2 separate regions of the Zea mays genome follow, and region 2 is linked to region 1. A link is a contact called in public Hi-C data. All regions are on one chromosome and are shown on one strand. Each heading gives the region's core, a stretch centred on a gene start, on an enhancer-like site or on the middle of the called end of the contact. The rest is flanking DNA. Distances are from core to core; before and after follow the strand shown.

Region 1 (4,294 bases), core at 1,148-3,647:
CTCCCGAAATGGAGCACCGTCCCGGGCCGGAGAGGTTGCTGGAGACTGCCCATCTGGAGCTTGACGGGAAGCTGTTCGTCAGCACGCAGCAGGCCCCTACCTGGCGCGCCAACTGTCGGCGTCTCGAGACTGGGGGGTCCCTAAGCCGACGAGTGAGTGTGCCGCGTGCCCCAGCCCAGATGGGTCGAGCGCGTGGGCGAGCGCGAAGGGGGGAAGCGAGGTGGCCGGAGACGGGCGTGAGAGAGGTGGAAATCCCGCGGCCTTCGTGTTCGTCCCGTGCCCAGGTCGGGTGCGCTTGCAGTAGGGGGTTACAAGCGTCCACGCGGGTGAGGGAAGCGAGCGGCCCCAAGAGAGCGCCTGTCCCGTCCTCGTCCCCGCGCGGCCAACCTCCTCTAAGAAGGCCCTGGTCCTTCCTTTTATAGGCGTAAGGAGAGGATCCAGGTGTACAATGGGGGTGTAGCAGAGTGCTACGTGTCTAGCGGGGGAGAGCTAGCGCCCTAAGTACATGCCGATGTGGCAGCCGGAGAGATCTTGGCACCCAGTCGGTGTGATGTCGTGGCCGTCGGAGGAGCAACGGAGCCTGGCGGAGGGACAGCTGTCGGAGCGGTCGAGTCCTTGCTGACGTCCTCCTGCTTCCGTAAGAGAGCTGAGAGCCGCCGTCGTCACAGGGCACGTGGGGCGCCATCATTGCCTATCTGGCGGAGCTAGCCAGATGGGACACCGGTCTTGTTCTCTGCGGCCCGAGTCAGCTCGGGGTAGGGTGATGATGGCGCTTCCTGTTGACGTGGCGGGCCCGCGCCCGAGGTCGGGCGACGTGGGGGCTCCTCCGAAGCCGGGGTTGAGTCTGTCTTCCGTGGCCGAGGCCGAGCCCGAGCCCCTGGGTCGGGCGAGGAGGAGGTCGTTCGGCAGAGGCCGGGGCGGAGTCCGAGCCCTGGGGTCGGGCGAAGCGGAGTTCGTCGCCTTCTGGGGCTGAGCCCGAGTCCGAGCCCTGGGTCGGGTGGAGCGGAGTTCGTCGTCTTCTGGGGCTGAGCCCAAGTCTGAGCCCTGGGTCGGGCGGAGCGGAGTTCGCCGTCTTCCGGGGCTTAGCCCGAGTCCGAGCCCTGGGTCGGGCGGAGCGGAGTTCACCGTCTTCCGGGGCTTAGCCCGAGTCCGAGCCCTGGGTCGGGCGGAGCGGAGTTCACCGTCTTCCGGGGCTTAGCCCGAGTCCGAGCCCTGGGTCGGGTGGAGCGGAGTTCGCCGTCTTCCGGGGCTTAGCCCGAGTCCGAGCCCTGGGTCGGGCGGAGCGGAGTTCGCCGTCTTCCGGGGCTTAGCCCGAGTCCGAGCCCTGGGTCGGGTGGAGCGGAGTTCGCCGTCTTCCGGGGCTTAGCCCGAGTCCGAGCCCTGGGTCGGGCGGAGCGGAGTTCGCCGTCTTCCGGGGCTTAGCCCGAGTCCGAGCCCTGGGTCGGGCGGAGCGGAGTTTCCTATGGCGCCTTTGGCAAGGCCTGACTGCCTGTCAGTCTCACTCTGTCAAGTGGCACTGCAGTCGGAGTGGCGCAGGCAGCGCTGTCCTTCTGTCAGATCGGTCATTGGAGCGGCGAAGTGACGGCGGTCACTTCGGCTCTGCCGGGGGCGCGCGTCAGGATAAAGGTGTCAGGCTACCTTTGCGTTAAATGCTCCTGCGACTCGGTCGGTCGGCGCGGCGATTTAGTCAGGGTTGCTTCTTAGCGAAGGCAAGGCCTCGGGCGAGCCGGAGATGTGTCCGCCGTTAAAGGGGGGTCTCGGGCGAGACGGAAACCCATCGGGGTCGGCTGCCCTTGCCCGAGGCTAGGCTCGGGTGAGGCGTGATCGAGTAGCTCGTATGGACTGATCCCCGACTTAATCGCACCCATCAGGCCTCTGCAGCTTTATGCTGATGGGGGTTACCAGATGAGAATTAGGCGTCTTGAGGGTACCCCTAATTATGGTCCCCGACAAATATAAACTATAAAAAATATGTAGTATAATGAAAACAATTCCTGATGTTGGTATTTCTATTTGTGCATTTAATCTAGGTGTGCAACTCACAACAAAATTTGAATTCAAATTATGAATTTAAGTGGAAAAAAACCAAACAGAAATTATAAATGAAAAGGAAAGAAGGAATTTACCAGCGCATTGGCCGTTTCCTTCTCGGCCAGCCCATCCATTCCCCATTCCTCCTGCGCGGCCCAGCTGAGAATCACGCACGCCAACGAGTGCGCCCAGCCTGTCCGCCTCACGCGCACGTGCACTCCGGGGCTCTCAGACGCCGCCAGGGTGACCCCACCGGGCAGCCGTTGTGCCCTTAGCTCGCTCACGTACGCGAACCAGGTCACTGTGGAGTGGGACCCATTCGTCAACTCTCCAACACGCGCGTGTCGTGGCTTGTCACCCATCGGCTAGCGAGCCCCACGCGTCAGACTGGGTCCTCCCCTCTAGGTTGTTGCGCTCGTGCCGAACTTCTCGCCGCGGCATGATGACTGGCCCGTGCGCCAGCTGATCAACCGAGGGAGGCCAGTGCCCCTAGCCCTCCATAAGTTTGAACCCCGCCGCAACCCTGAACCATCTCTATCAAAACACCGAGCCGCCACCGTAGAGAAGTGCCGCCGCAGGTGAGGAAAGGGAGTCGGCATGGTAAACCGAGTCCTCATCGTTGTCGCAACCTCGGTGTCATGCCTAGAGGTTTCGCCAGATCACTGGAGGGGTGCCGGTGGCCTCGGCGCGCGTGATTGGTGGCTAGAGACCCCGGAATTTCTCACCGGCGTCGAGCAGGCGGCGATCCGCACCACTCCATTGTTGGGGGTGTTTCCGCACCAAGATCTCAGTATGACTACCTCACTCAATTCGTCATGTCGTCCTCTTCACATTGCACTATTCACTAGTAACTCTCATGCTTGGAGGACCGATCAGGAGTCACTCTGGCGGGTGCTCCGCCATTGGGTGCTGGTGGCGTCGCCGTCGTGCCTAGTAGGAGGTAGAGAGATGCGCAGGGTCGTGGATCTGTTTAGCAACGACCGGGATTCGATCCTGTTGTACCAATTCGGGCAAGAGGATCGGAGCCATTGAGATCTGATCGGGTGGATGGGACAACTCTGGGGTAATTAAAAATCTGAATCGTAGATTTCGGATCGAGGGGTCGGCGTTGCGTACCAGTTCGTTTTATAATAGATCTAATCTGAGTCGTTCGCTTCAGATCGGGTGGCTATAGCAGGCCCGTGTCCATTCGATTAAAGAATTTTGCATGTGAGTCCTGAAAGGGAAATGGACCTAATCATTTCCTATAATCGATTTTGATGGTTGACGTCCATCACAAACCATATGGACTAACTAGATTGTCTAGATGTCATTTATCTCAGGTGCATAAGGTTCAACTCAAAACAAGAAAGAAATTCAGTTGGGGACACAAACAAAATTTGGAGCAAGACATGAGAGTGTGCTGCCAAGTGGCGCACAGGACACAGCGCGCTCCGCTATAATTCATCGGACTGTTCGGTGAGCTAGCGGAGCAACGGCTAACTAGCTCAACGGTCGTCTACAAAAGCAAACAGTAACATGAACAGTGCGCGGCAGAGTCAGAGCAGCAAAGTCAGAGGTCACCGGACATGTCCGGTGCAGCTATAGGACAACGGCTCCAACGGTCAATTCGCTCCAAACCTCAACGGGCGTGCTGAAGTGGCGTGCACCGGACAGTGAACAGTACCTGTCTGATGCGCCATCGGACTGTCCGGTGTGCCTATCGCCAGCAGACTCTGCCAACGACTAGGAAGTGGTTGGAGGCTATAAATACCCCCAACCACCTCATTCATTGGCATCTAAGTTTTCAGATGTTCTCATTCAATACAAGAGCAATGGCATTCACTCCAAGACACATTCCAAAAGATCAAATCCTCTCCAAGTCCCAAAATCAACTCAACCACTTAGTGACTTGAGAGAGAGAGAGAGCTTTTATGTTCATTTGCACTCTTGTTGCTTGGATTGCCTTCTCTATTCCCATTCTTATTCTCTAAGTGCTTTGTAAATCTAGCAAGAGACACCTAAGTGTGTGGTGGTCCTTGCGGGGTCTTAGTGACCCGATTGATTAAGGAGAAGGTTCATCCTGTCTAAGTGACTGTTTGAGAGAGGGAAAGGGTTGGAATAGACCCGACCTTTGTGGCCTTCTCAACGGGGACTAGGTTCTTTGGAACCGAACCTCGGCAAAACAAATCACCGTGTTCACTCGCTTTGATTCTTGCTTGATTTGTTTGCCCTCTTTCCTCTCTCCAAAATTTCTTTGCTAATATTGATTTGAGTTTGCTCC
Region 2 (4,294 bases), core at 1,072-3,571, 160 kb before region 1:
TCTAGCTTGGCTCCATAGCCCGCGACGCCTGCGTGGTCCGTGGTCTTTTTGGGTAGCACGTATAGGTAATCATCTCGAAAGATGTAGACCTCATAGTGATAGGCATTTCAAATGCGGCCTAAAGCACGGTCTCTGGGCTACTAAACTCTATAAAGAATTTAGTGCAGCCATTGCTTAGGACTCCATCACCCTATGCTTTTCCAAAAATGCAATATCATTTTGCATGAGGACCATTAGTTTCGACTTATTAATGTGCTATATTTTCCATGCAAACATAAAAAGAATGCAAGAACAAAGCAAGTCGAAAAATATGTGAATTATAAATGTAAATGAAAATATAATTCACTAATACGTCTGTATTTTTCATAATTAAAAACAGACAACTATGCACAATTACATATTTCATGAGCAGTTTAAGTATCTAAATTTAGATACAAAACAATGTTGAAAAACAGTAATTTAAATGAACACAATGTTCGTCTGATTGTAATTGCAGAAAAATAATAGACTTAAATAATAAATTTCGTAGGCACAATCAATGGAAATGGCTCACGTCTTCAGCCAAATAGAGGAAAAAGGCCCATCACGGCCCATCTAAGGCTATAAGGGCTAGCGGTTAGGTTTTTCTCCAGCCGTCCTCAGCCACCGGCGGCGGCCATGCGACATTCTCTGGGCGCGGTGGCCTCTGTCCCAGCCATGGCGGTGCGGGAGCGGCCGCCCGGCCATAGTGCGCGGCCACGGTTCGAGCGCGGGAGCAGTCGCCCGGCCTCGGCACGGGCACGACGGCGCTGGTCCCGGTGCGGGCATAGCAGCGCGCGGCCCCCGGCGCGCACGGGCGTGACCTCCCCAGCGCGAGCGGGCGCGACCACCACCCGGCGGCATGGGTGCGGCTCCCGGCGGCATGGTCGCGGCCCCAACCCGGCGGCGTGGGTGCGGCTACTGCGCGGGCTCGCGGGCCCGATGCGAGCGCAGCCCTTGCGCAGGCGCGAACGCGGCGTCGTGGGGCGCGGCCCACTGGCAGCGCGGGCGCGACCTCGGCCAAACGGCGACGGCGCGGCCCCGGCAGCCCCGGCGGCGCGGGGCACGGCGACCCAGCCCGCGCATGGGCGTCGGCTCCTGTGGTGCGGCTGTGGCGGCCTGACTAGCGCTTGCGCGGCAGCCCCGGCCCGACGGCGCGAGGCGCGGCTCGCGCGGGCGGAGGCACCAGCAGCGCAGCCGCGGCGGTCTGGGCGTGGCCGGACCCACCCTCGGCACGGCGGCCCGGCCCCGACGGCGCACGGCCTCGCGCGGCCTCCTGTAGCGCGTGGGCGGCCAGGGCGCGGCCAGCCTCCCAGCGACGTTTTGCGACGGCATGCGGGCGCGGCCGACGCGAGCGCAGTGGCCCAGGCGCGTGAGCGCGCAGCCCTGCGGCCCTGGCAACGTGGCCACAGCCTGGCCGGCGCGGCCGGCGCGAGCGCAGAGGCCCAGGCGCGTGAGCGCGCAGCCCTGTGGCCCTGGTGGCACTGTGTCGTCGACGACACGAAGAAGATAAAGCAGTGGTAACGAATGCGATAAAAAAATAGGTATCGTACATTCGTGTTGTTCTTGATGTCGAGACCTCCACTGTTCATCTTTCTCCAACGACAACTTCATTTCCAAAACAACGAGCGATTTTTATTCTCTTCTCCGGTCTCGCGAGCAGTGCTGATAACGTGTTCAATACTCAGCGGTAAAGAGAGAAAAGACAGAGACAAATGACAGGGACCAACTTCTTTATTGCGGGGGTTGATGTATATATACAAGAGTTCCCAAAGGGTGTGTCCCTTGGGAAATAACTGTCACTACGACAGATGGATGGATTAGATCACATGTATAAAATGTTTTGTAACAGGGCCCACGCGTCATCCTCGTTAGTCGTTGGCACGCGCGCGGGGCTATTCGGCTCGTGTGGCTCGGCTCGATGGAGGCACACGTGCCGGATCCCTCCGCACGTGGGCGGCCCCCACGCCACGGCGGCGCAAACTGCTAGACGCGGCACGCGGCCACACGAGCGCTTCCCGCGCCCGCCGACGTGTCGGCCCCACGCGAGGCGGATCCCACGTGTCATCGGACGCGTGAGGTTTCATCGGAGGTGCGCCTCGTGTGGCGTAACCACGTGGGGACCCTGCGTAGCCGGTAGCCGGTCGCCGTAGCGGGGCCCACCGCCACCCGACGCACCCCCATCCCATCTCGTAAATTAATGAGCCGGTTTAATTAAGCAGCTAATCATCGCGGCTTTCTTCCTCGTCCGTCTTAAATCTCGCGAATAAATAAGCAAGCAGGAGAAAGTGGTTTAGAGAGAGTGAGAGAGAGAGGGGGAGAGAAAGGTTAAGGAATCCGAGCTAAGGCGCCGTTTCTTCTCCTCCTGCTTTTTTCTTCTCGGCACCGTCACTGGAGGGAGAGGATTCACGGGACGAGGCGACGCGGAAGGGATTTCGTCGCTTGTGTGGGCGGCGCGTCCGCTGGTTGCTTTGCTTCCATGGAGAGGGATTTCCTGGGTGCGATCGACAGGGCGTGGAAGTGCGGCGAGGCGGCGAAGGAGGAGAGCCGATCGGAGCCAGGTCAGTGCTAGCTCCTCTCTCGATGCCCTGAAAGCGTGATTTACCTAACCGTAGTACTAGTATGGCAGTAGCGACTCGGCGCGTCTACCGCCTGATCCACCGCGGTTTGCTTGCCGCGAGCATGGAAATTATTAGTCATTCGACAAGTCAGAGAGATTTTATTTCCTCTCGTCGTCTCGTGGCCGCTGGTGCCCGCGCGTCAGATTTGGCCTGCTCCGCTCCGCCTCCGCAGTGTGAATTTCTGAGAGATAGGTTTCTGTGCTGCAGACAGCCCGGCGGCGACGCGGTGGCAGTTTGCGGCGAGGTCCGGCGTCGCGCCGGCGTTCATGTCGTTCAGGACGGAGGCGACGGGCGAGGGCTCTGAGGCGTTCTCGGTCTCCGAGCTCCGGCCGGCCGGAGACGCCTTCGACGGCATCAAGAAGCAGAGCTCCATGCTTTCGATCTACCAGCAGCAGGTAATAAGCTACTGCTACTCACCCGAGGTGCTGGATAGGGGCTCAACGCTCGGTAGTCTCAGCTGTTCACTTGTCTCTGCAGAGGCAGTTTGGCCACAACAGCAGCCAGGCCACGGCACAGCAGCAGTACCCTGCAGCGGCGCACAGGCAGCGCTCGCAGGTGGCGGATTACGGCGCGGCGGCACCGCATCGTCTCCCTGGTGGTGGTGGTGGTGGATGCAGGCTAGTGCAGCCGGTGTCGGTGCGCCACCCTGTGCCGTTCCATCAGGCCAACCTGATGGTCAGGTCATCAGTGTCGCAGAGCTTCCACAACCAGCAGCAGCCTTTCACCATGAGCAACAACGGGTTTGGCGGCTCTACGGCCGGCGTGTACGGGGCGAGGTATCGATCGGCAGTTCCTTCCCTCCCTCCCTGTCGACATGTTGATCGACGGTTGATCGACCTTCCTCCTTGTTAGGAACCCACGGAACCAGGCCTCGACGCAGCTCACGATATTCTACAACGGCTCGGTGAATGTTTTCGACAACGTCCCGGTCGACAAGGTATGCAATGCTCTACCCTTTTGCGACGAACTGAACACTTGGATCGCTCGTCACTGCAGTACGTTCCATCGGCTGCATCTGCTGATCGCTGTCCCGGTGACAGGCTAAAGAGCTCATGATGCTGGCCAGCAGGGCGTCTGTTCCTGGTGCTACCCCGTCAAGTGAGCCGGACTCGCCGCCTGTTCCTGCCCCTGCCCCTGCCAAGGTCAACGTGGCCGAGGTCTTCCCTGGTGCTAGACAGATCGCAGTTCAGAAACCGGAGCCCTGCGTGCCGCATCTATCAAGCGCGGCAACTGCAAGCCCAGTCCGCATCGTCGTGCCGCAAGCCGTGGCTCCCTCCAGGAGCACGTCTCACTGCGCTACAGAGGCCTGCGGTTCCAAGCCTGCTGCTGCTCCTACCAGCCAGACAGTCTCGTCGTCCCGGCAGTTGGCAGCTGCAAGTGCTGCTGCAGCTGTTACGCCAAGAGGTACTACCTATATACATACCTCTCGCTCGCTTGCAAGTGCTGAAACCGTTCGTGCGACACGTTTGATTTACCCGTGTTTTGTTTGTTTGTTTGTTCTAGCTGTCCCTCAAGCTCGGAAAGCGTCGCTCGCCCGGTTCTTGGAGAAGCGAAAGGAAAGGTATGGACTGTGCCTTGGTATACTTTCTATGGTGTATATGCTCTGCTCAAGCTTGTTGTCGTCGACATCTGACCGATCCCTGCGTCAGGACACT

What was found. Hi-C and Micro-C count contacts between places; a contact is called where the count stands out from the background.
Region 2: a Hi-C map of endosperm shows a contact between it and region 1, with 2.8 times the contacts expected there. The contact joins the promoter of LOC100285509 here to the promoter of LOC100502413 in region 1. A contact is called at or near these places in 2 of 25 Hi-C or Micro-C datasets (bundle sheath and endosperm).

Annotation. Positions count from the first base shown.
Region 1 is chr4:83,776,614-83,780,907 of Zm-B73-REFERENCE-NAM-5.0, reverse strand. LOC100502413 reads left to right here and starts at 2,397. Exons shown (of 1, transcript NM_001196891.1): 1 at 2,397-4,090. The coding sequence starts at 2,629. The coding sequence ends at 3,063.
Region 2 is chr4:83,937,271-83,941,564 of Zm-B73-REFERENCE-NAM-5.0, reverse strand. It overlaps LOC100285509, which reads left to right and starts at 2,321. Exons shown (of 7, transcript NM_001158401.2): 1 at 2,321-2,579; 2 at 2,847-3,034; 3 at 3,117-3,415; 4 at 3,492-3,576; 5 at 3,680-4,043; 6 at 4,143-4,200. The coding sequence starts at 2,498.